Regions from separate parts of the Oryctolagus cuniculus genome. Here region 2 is linked to region 1. The links are chromatin contacts, called in public Hi-C maps. All regions are on one chromosome and are shown on one strand. The core of a region is the stretch at or near the end of the contact, and the rest is flanking DNA. Distances in the headings are between cores, read along the strand shown.

The links. Hi-C and Micro-C count contacts between places; a contact is called where the count stands out from the background.
Region 2: a contact with region 1 is called in a Hi-C map of embryonic fibroblasts, with 4 times the contacts expected there. The contact joins the promoter of TP53BP1 here to the enhancer-like site in region 1. A contact is called at or near these places in 4 of 6 Hi-C or Micro-C datasets (ear pinna, embryonic fibroblasts, psoas muscle and 1 more).

The regions. Positions count from the first base shown.
Region 1 is chr12:66,410,395-66,414,983 of mOryCun1.1, reverse strand. TP53BP1 (tumor protein p53 binding protein 1) reads left to right here. Exons shown (of 31, transcript XR_011380882.1): 17 at 2,584-2,641. Among named protein-coding and RNA genes, the nearest start is that of TUBGCP4, 73 kb to the right of the region's middle. Within about 2 kb of position 3,078, at least 2 of the 8 cell types and tissues checked have an H3K27ac peak or open chromatin away from gene starts, as enhancers often do.
Region 2 is chr12:66,485,227-66,489,808 of mOryCun1.1, reverse strand. TP53BP1 (tumor protein p53 binding protein 1) reads left to right here and starts at 2,774. Exons shown (of 31, transcript XR_011380882.1): 1 at 2,774-3,006; 2 at 3,349-3,466. It also overlaps a transcript of MAP1A not described here.

The sequences.
Region 1 (4,589 bases), core at 1,829-4,328:
GTAAAAGGGATTGACTGCAAACTAGGGACCAGATTCTGATCAGCTTCTTAGTGGATATAAAAGGTCTAAGACTTTTAGGCGTGGGAGTAATACAATCAGATTTGCTCTCTCTCTCTCTTTTTTTTTTTTTTTTTTGACAGGCAGAGTGGACAGTGAGAGAGACAGACAGAGAGAAAGGTCTTCCTTTTTGCCGTTGGTTCACCCTCCAATGGCCGCCACGGCCGGCACGCTGTGGCCAGCGCATTGCGCTGATCCGAAGCCAGGAGCCAGGTGCTTCTTCCTGGTCTCCCATGGGGTGCAGGGCCCAAGCACTTGGGCCATCCTCCACTGTACTCCCGGGCCATAGCAGAGAGCTGGCCTGGAAGAGGGGCAACCAGGACAGAATCTGGCACCCTGACCGGGACTAGAACCCGGTGTGCCAGCGCTGCAAGGCAGAGGATTAGCCTAGTGAGCCGCAGCGCTGGCAGATTTGCTCTCTTAAAAGGATCAGGTGGGGCCGGTGCTGTGGCATAGCCAGTAAAGCCACAAAGCCGCTGCCTGCAAATTTCTGGCTCCTGGCTTCAGATTGGCCCAGCTCCAGCTGTTGTGGCCTCTGCCTCCCTCCCTCTTTATAACTCACCCTTTCAAATAAATTAAATCTTAAAAATAAATAAATAAATTGGAAATACAAGATACCTACTTTGGAGCACCACCATAAAAATGAAATGATAAAGTATTTATTACAAGTTATCCTGCTGGGATGGTGCTGTGGCTCAGCGGTTATAGCCGCAGCACTGGCATCCTATATGGGTGCCAGTTTAAGTGTCAGCTGCTCCACTTCTGATCTAGTTCCCTACTGATATGCGTAGGAAGGCAGCAGAAAATGGTCCAAGTGCTTGGGCCCCTCCACCCTCATGGAAGAACCAAAGGAAACTCCTAGCTTCTGGCTTTGTCCTGGCCTAGCCCTGATTGTTGCAGTCATTGGGGAGTGAACCAGCAGATGGAAGATTCTCTCTCTCTCTCTGGGCTTTGTATTTCAAACAAATATACAAATCGTTAAAAAAGAGAGAGATGTCCTAGCATCTCTATTTAAAAACAAAAGTTATCCTGGGACAGTATCATGGCTCAACTGATTAAGCTGTCATTTGGGATGTCATTACCCTATATCAGAGTGCTGGTGATTCTGCTTCCTATCTCAGTTTCTTTGGCCCCTGTCAACCATGTGAGCAGCAAAGTGACAAAGAGAAACAGAGAGATTCCATCCACCAGTCCACTCCCCAGATGCCTGCAACTGCCTTCCAGTGCCTCTGGGTTAGAGCCAGGAATTCAAGTCTCCCACGTGGTTGGCAGGAAACCAGTCACTTTGAGAAGCTGTGTCTTGGGGTCTTCATTAGCAGGAAGCTGGAGTCAGGAGACAAAGGTGTCTGATAAGTGACAAGGGAGTCTGTTAACAGGCATGCTAATTAACCACTAGGCCAAATCCATACCCCATCTCTTTCTTTTGGTGAGGAAACAATGACAAAGTAATTTACACTTAGCTTGAACTAAGGTTGCTGTTTCAGAGCCAGAGTTCTTAGCTACTGAACTTCAGACTGTCTCCTTCCTTGGTGGACTATGTAGATTCTACTGGGTCATGAAATTGTAGACACATTCAAGGATAGTTAGGAATTATTTTCTGGCATTGTGATGTAGCAGGTTAAGCCTCTCCTCCTGTGATGCCAACATTCCAAATGAATGCCAGTTCCTGACCCTCCTGCTCCCAGCTGCTTCACCTCCAGTCCAGCTCCCTGCTAATGTGCTTGGGAAAGCAGCAGAAGCAGCCCAAGTGCTTGGGCTCCTACATGCACTGGGAGACCTAAAAAAAGTTCCTGGCTTCTGCCTGGCCCAGCTCCAGCCATCCTGGCCGGCTGGGGAGTGAACCAGCGGATAGAAGATCACTATCTCTCTTTCTCTCTGTAACTCTGTCTTTCAAATAAATAAAAAATCTTAAATTATTTTCTCTAAGGCTGGAATAAATTGCTAATGAAAAATTTTAATCTCTTGATAATAGTGACGTTGTGAGAATATGGTACTCTTTTCAGTATTACTCTTAATTCTTTGCTGCAGATTCTTTTTTGAAAATGTTGTGTTTTTAAAATATCTGCTCTGAAGCACTTCGTTAAGAAGTTGTGCATCAACCTAAAATATTTTATTACATATTTTAGTAGGAGTTTAAATTTTTAATTGGCTTTTAAAATTTTTATGATGTTAGATTTTGAAATATAAAAATTTTATTTTGTATTTATTTCATATATTTTTTGCTTCTTGTACAAGAAGAGTTGAATTGTGACTCAGTAGAAATTTTTCATTTTAAAGTGTGCTGCTCAGTAACTCATGTTTTTCACTCATATGCTCTAAGAATTTTGAAAGATGGTTGGTAGAAGAGAAACTTGGGCCATTAAATTACAAGGAATCTTACATTCACCTATTAATCTTGTTTTTTTTTTTTTTTTCTTTTTGTTATTTGTTGTAAAAAATAATAGAGCAGGGTAGTGGTTTTGAGATGTGGTACTAACTGAATTCTGTTTCTCTTTCCTTTCTGTTCTTGCTTTTGTTTTTATTCAGAGCCTGCAACTAGTGAAAGAAAAAATGGATCTACTGCTGTTGCTGAGACTGTTGCCAGGTAACCGGAGCAGTTGCTGTTTAGAGGAATTTAATATAAAGCTACTGGTAGTGGAGGGGAAGATTATTTATCAACAAATGAAAAAACCTGAAACTCCAGCATAAAGGATTTAGTTTTGTGTTGAATTCATCATAGGCTTTCTTATTAATGCTTCTAAGTCCACTGAGGCTTTTGTTATAGTTAGAACTAAGACATTAAAAAAGATCTTTCCTCTTGTTCATGTGAGAGTGCTTTTTATTTTCCCCCTCTTTTTCTTTTGCAAGACTGAGATTGTTGTGCTTGGTGGGGTAATAAAGGATTTACAAGAGAGAGCTATAGATGTTGTTCCTTTGGAGGTCCTAGGCAGCACAGACTCAAGCCATTTATCCTCTGCCTGCCAGATAGACTGCTATGTTGAGCCGTTATTTCTGCTTTGTCATGAATGCCGTTAATGCTTTCGGGAAGAGTATAACCTCATCCTGAGTGGTTTTGGTGGTGCAGCTTTGCCATCTGGTGGCTGTTAGGGAATTGTTTCATTTGCTTTTGGCATGAGAATCCAATATGAAAACACTATCAACACTGAAATACAGGCAAGGATTCTTGAATCAGAGGCTTGTAAGTAAGCAGGTACATGAATAAGTAAAGAAGGCTCCGTTGCAAGACTGCTGGAGTGTTGAGGAGGACAGCCAGCTTACTGTGTGCCCCATTTGAAGGGTGTGCTTCCAGGCCGGCACCCTGGCTCACTGGCATCCCATATAGGCACTGGGTTCTAGTCCTGGCTGCTCCTCTTCCAGTCCAGCTCTCTGCTGTGGCCCGGGAGGGCAGTGGAGGATGGCCCAAGTGCTTGGGCCCCTGCACCCACGTGGGGGACCAGGAGGAAGCACCTGGCTCCTTGCTTTGGATCGACGCAGCGCCAGCTGTGGCGGCCATTTGGGGGACTTGGGGGATGACCCAACAGAAAGAAGACCTTTGTCTCTCTCTCTCTCACTGTCTATAACTATACCTGTCAAAAAGGAAAAAACAAAAAAAAAAAGTGCAGGGTGTGCTCCTGTGCAGCTCCAGCCAGTGGTCATCTTTTGAGAATGCATACATAATGTTGCTATATCTTTATGTTTTTAAAGAGAAATTTAGATTTTAGATTTTTTTTTTTTTTTTTTTTTTTTTTTTTTTTTGACAAGCAGAGTGGACAGGGAGAGAGAGAGACAGAGAGAAAGGTCTTCCTTTTGCCATTGGTTCACCCTGCAATGGCTGTTGCGGCCGGCGCATCGCGCTGATCCGAAGCCAGGAGCCAGGTGCTTCTTCCTGGTCTCCCATGCGGGTGCAGGGCCCAAGCACTTGGGCCATCCTCCACTGCCTTCCCGGGCCATAGCAGAGAGCTGGACTGGAAGAGGAGCAACTGGGACTAGAACCTGGTGTGCCGGCGCCACAGGTGGAGGATTAGCCTAGTGAGCTATGAAAGAAAATTTCAAATAAAACTTGATGGGCTAACTGTGATGCCGACTTGTAGATTTCTGAGCCCCCTCAGAATCCTTTGATCTGTTCTTAGCTATGTTTTAGTTTAATTGGTCTCATTTTCCCATTTAAATTGCACATTTAAACTGGAAGAGAAGTACTCAAGTGTCCTTAACTCAGTAGAAGACACTTTAAGGATCTTGCAGTCTCACAGGTTGAAAAGAGTAGAGTTTGTGTCTGATCTCTCTGACTTCAGAATTGTCTGGCAGGCACAGTTTGTTTGAGTCTGTTCCATGCACATTAAGAGAGTACAGCATGTGCTGCTAAAGCTTCTTCAGGCCTTAGGGGTGACTGTAAGGAGGGAAAAAGTAAGTGAAAACTTGAAGAGACAGTGGGGATGATGGATCATGGGGTAACAGGATATTCATTGGTAGTGTTGTCAAGAAAACTTTGTATATGGGAATCTAGATTTAAATGTTTTGACAATTCATTTTACTATTGGGTCCACCATAGGAAA
Region 2 (4,582 bases), core at 1,525-4,024, 75 kb before region 1:
CTTGTGGCGCCGGCACACCGGGTTCTAGTCCTGGTCGGGGCGCCAGATTCTGTCCTGGTTGCCCCTCTTCCAGTCCGGCTCTCTGCAGTCTGGCTCTCTGCTGTGGCCCGGGAGTGCAGTGGAGGATGGCCCAAGTCCTTGGGCCCTGCACCTGCATGGGAGACCAGGAGAAGCACCTGGCTCCTGGCTTCAGATCAGCATGGTGCGCTGGCCCCAGCGGCCATTGGAGGGTGAACCAACGGCAAAGGAAGACCTTTCTCTCTGTCTCTCTCTCACTGTCCACCCTGCCTGTCAAAAAAAAAAAGAAAAAAAAAAAAAAAGCTGATTTTCCCAAATCTCTAATGCATGTATCCCACCCAGCAGAATGGGAAACTGCATTCCGTGAGTTTTGACCTCTGGACGGAACTACTCAGACTGCAACTAGACTGCAATAACTCCAGGAGGGCCACTGTTGTGGCACCATGGGTGGAGAGATGGGGGTGTGGGGGAATGGAGGGTGGGGGATGGAGTTCCTGGCCCAGGCCCCAGGTGGGGACATTGCCATTTAGAGAGTGAACCAGCAGACAGATCTCTCTCTCTCTCTCTCTCCACCTCCCTCCCTCTCTGTCACTCTGCCTTTTAAATAAATAAATAAATCTTAAAAAAAAAAAAAAACCCTCCAGGAGCTGCTTCGTCCATCCTAGATTTGATGATGCTCATCAGCCTTTGGCACCAGGACTCTGCTCTGCTCTGGAGACCTGCTGACTGAACCAGTGGAAGAAGCAGAGACCTGACACCCGGAAGGCAGGCTGTGCAGCCGGAGGGAGAATGCTAGAAGTCTGGGGAAGCGATGGGAGCTCTGGGGTTCTCTGTAAGGGGAGGGAAGGAGGCTGGGATATGCAGAAAAGGAAGAGAGCGAGATTTTGCATGGGAAATGATGGATCACTCAAGAGGAACAGCTCATTCCCTCCGTGCCTGTCCACAAACCACACTCTTCTCACGGAGAAATTACATCCTCCTGACTCCCGCCCCATCTTACCAACTGTCTGCAAAGTGTCCCATGGATAGCTGATGGCTCTATGGCCATGTTCCCCTCAGGAGTCCCTCCCTGCCCCCCACCCCAACATCCCACAGGGCCAGGTCTGCCAGGGAGACTGGACCTCTGACACAAATGACACTAGTCCTAACCTTTGACCTCTGAGGAGAAGTGAGCTAGGTGCCGGGTAATGAAGAGTCTCAACTGTTGGTTCAAGTCAAAGGAGGATAAGTCAATGTTCCAGGAGAGAATCCCTGTGAAAGAAAAAGAAACAACGAGGGTGATAGACAAGGCAGGGGTGGGGCGGGACTCAAACATGACAGCTGCCATGATCAAGACTCCCTGGAAGCTCTAAGAAGGTGGCTAGCACCTGGGAATGACTCCCAACTGCCCCTTTTCTGGGCTTGGCCCCAGCCAAAGAGTGGAGGGCAGAGTTGAGACTAAACCCCCGTCATTCTTGAATCTGTAGATAGGAATTTTCTTGTAAGGTTGCCCAGTTGTCTTAAAGGTGACACCCAAGGGCCTCTGCCCACCAGATTCTTACGGCCGAGCGGGCTTGCAGATTCTCCTATGGCCCCCTCCTTGCCTCCACCCCTCCGGGGCTGGCTTCCCCCCGCAGGTGTCTCCGCAGCACTGCGCCACAGGCTCGGCAACTGCGGAGGGAGGCGCGCACGAGGAGCCCCGAGCCACGAAGGTCATTCTCTCGGGTTGGCCGCCCGCAGTCAGGGATTTGAGATTTGTTCGTGGCTTTCAGAAAGCACCTAGTGCGGGTTCAGGGACTCTATAAAGAAGAAGCTGTAAGGTAGGGACACTGATTCTCTGGGAAACCCTTAAGACTTCCAGGACATCGGGCCCAAGATTGCGGGAGAGGGGTGTGGCCAGAGGGGGCCCAGGGGCGGCACAGAGTTCCTCCAGCTCAGGGAGACTGCGGAACACTCCGGGGATTCGGGAAGAACGGGGAAGCGAGATGTTAGCAGCTCGGGAGCTTACGAACACAGGGCATGGAAGACGCAAGTGACGGGGCTTAGATTCCAGGGAGTGCACACTAGGGATGGAGGGTGCAGATTGCACCTGGGGGGGGGGGGAGGGTGAATGCAGATGGCGGAGAAGCCCGGGATGGAGGTGCCCGAAGCACAGACGGGACGGCGGCTCACCTTGTTCAAGGTGGGCCCGCACGGCCCTCAGCTGACTCTCTGTACCGATATCGCCGATCACGATGAGCAAAGAATGTTTTCGCAGGTCCCAGCGTGCTGCCGCCGCCACCGCGGTTCCGGTCTCGCACAGCGGCTCGACGGGGTTCTGAGCCAGCGGTGAGCCGGGGCTGCGGAGCCCCAGCCCGGGAGTTGTCTCCATGGCAACGCCGCGAGGCCGCGCGGGCCCGGCCTCGGTCTCCATGGAAACACCGGTGGAGTGCTAGGCCGGCCGTGTCCGCTGCAGGGAGAGTGCGCGCGGTTCTTAAAGGCCGGCGGCAGGAGTCGCTCATTGGCTGCTGCCTGTCAGGGGGCGGAGCGTAGGCGCCGCAGGGGGCTGGGCTGGGGCCCGGCAGCCCCGGCTCTGCGGTTCGGCTCCGCCAGGGGGTGGTGGCTGCCCCTTTCAACCACCCTGGTTTTCCAGAGAGAGAGCTGCCACTCCGACTTGAGCAGAGATGGGGGCTCACTGGAGGGGCTAGGCGATTGCCTCGGCGCCGGAAGAAAAGCTTCTAGTTAGGACGGGTCCCTAATAAGTACTGTCTGGCAATTCCGCAGCCTCGCCCGAACTGGGGGGAGCCATCTTGTCCCTGTCAGTTCTGGAGTTTGTATCGTCTATGCCAGTGTAGTCTCATTGTCTGGCGCTGTTTTTTTTTTTTTTTTTTTCTTTTTTGGTCACTGCCTCCCAGAGTGGTGCTGGCCTGCGTCCTCGGTTTCTCTGTCCTTGCCCCAGGCTCTGGTAGTGCACAGGAAAGCTGCGCAGTATTGGAGGGGACAGAATGACCTTCCGGCCCCGAGTCCCTGGTGAGTTGTTATTCCAAAGATAGTGGTTGGCTAGTCTCCATCTCTGCTGAGTGCCTCGAGCTCAGACTGCAGCACGCGGGGATGTGAGTAAAACGCAGGCACAGACCTCCCCAACTGCAAGCGATGTGACACAGTGGAATGGCTAACCTCGGGGCACTGTGGTATTTCGGGGAATTCTCACAGCGAAAGGGGGGCAATGTTTGAACCCGAGGAGAGGTTGGCAGTTCCAGAACTACAGAGCCTGGGGATGGGGGAGAGAACCGAGGAGACCTGGCACTGTCTGTGCCTGACGAACGTCTTTGTGAGCAGGGTGCTGTATGTCTACCTCCCATTCCTCCCCAGGTCTCCCCTGTCCGCTCGCAAAACAGAGGCTTCCAGGATACTGAATCGTCCTGCCTGTGTACGCACTGGACAGATGGCCTGTCTTTCACCCTAAGAGTTCCAGCAGCACTCGTCTTCGGTTTGTTGCTTTGTCTTCCACGTCTGAAATGGTACAGGGTAGAAGGCAGCACGCACCTGAGTCAGCAAGGCTGCCCGTGAGCCACGTCCAGATTGGGCGGTGTCTGCATGTTAAGTACCTCACAGCTGTCTCGGTTCCCATCATGGGACTGGTGTTAGAGCAAAATGGCCAGTCATTCTGTAACCAATCTAGAAAATCGTTTTTGTAGCAGAGAGGGGGAGTTAGGAGTATTGGCGGAACATCAGGGGGTGGAGGCGCCTCACCCCATATGACACAAGGCAGTGTTCCACACTTTTCTCCTGCCTCCCTCCCCCCAGTCTGCAGATATGAATCTGGAAAAGAGCATGGACAAATGTGCAGGCCTCCTCTTTTGCAATGAGAAAAGAGTGCTGTGAGAAGACAGAGCCAGAGAGAGGTTGTGGAGAGAGGTAGGGGACAGTCTCCATAGCAACCATGGAGATGAAGCCTTTAGCACAGAGTCTCAGTATAAGGGTCAGCAGGAGTTAACCATGAGCTGTGCTTTCATCAGGTCCAACAAAGAGGTTAGACAATAGCTCTGAGTGATGTTGGGAAAGATCGTGATCAGATGGAAGGGGCAAACAGTCAGGCTTATGGTCTCAGGCCTGTTAGGATTGGGTTTTATTAATTACAGCTGCAAACACAAACTATGATAGTATGAAAGCTGCATTTGTGTGCCGGATGAATATTCAGAAAACTCTTTGCCAAAGGTAAACAATGTTGCAGAAAGATGAGCCATGGGCATCTCTTAATTATCGCTCCTTTCCTATTAACATCCCAGCCATTGGGTGGTTCCTGTATCATACTATGAGAAAATACTTTTAGATGTCAATTTGCACGGAGCACTATGCAAGATGCTCCAAAACAAACAGTGTGGAGTGCTGGTATCTTTGCTCCAGAATTTTATGTCCAAAGGCAGAAATCATTGATGCACATATGTGTAAAACAGAGCAGAATAACAAATTAAGAAACTACACATGTGAATTGAAAACCATATCTTAATGTCTTAAGCTTTTACTTATTTTGTGTTTACCTATAGTGTGCTATGGCAGAAGCCTAGTGGAAAAGGATGTTATTCAAAAGCTTGTCCAGGGGTTT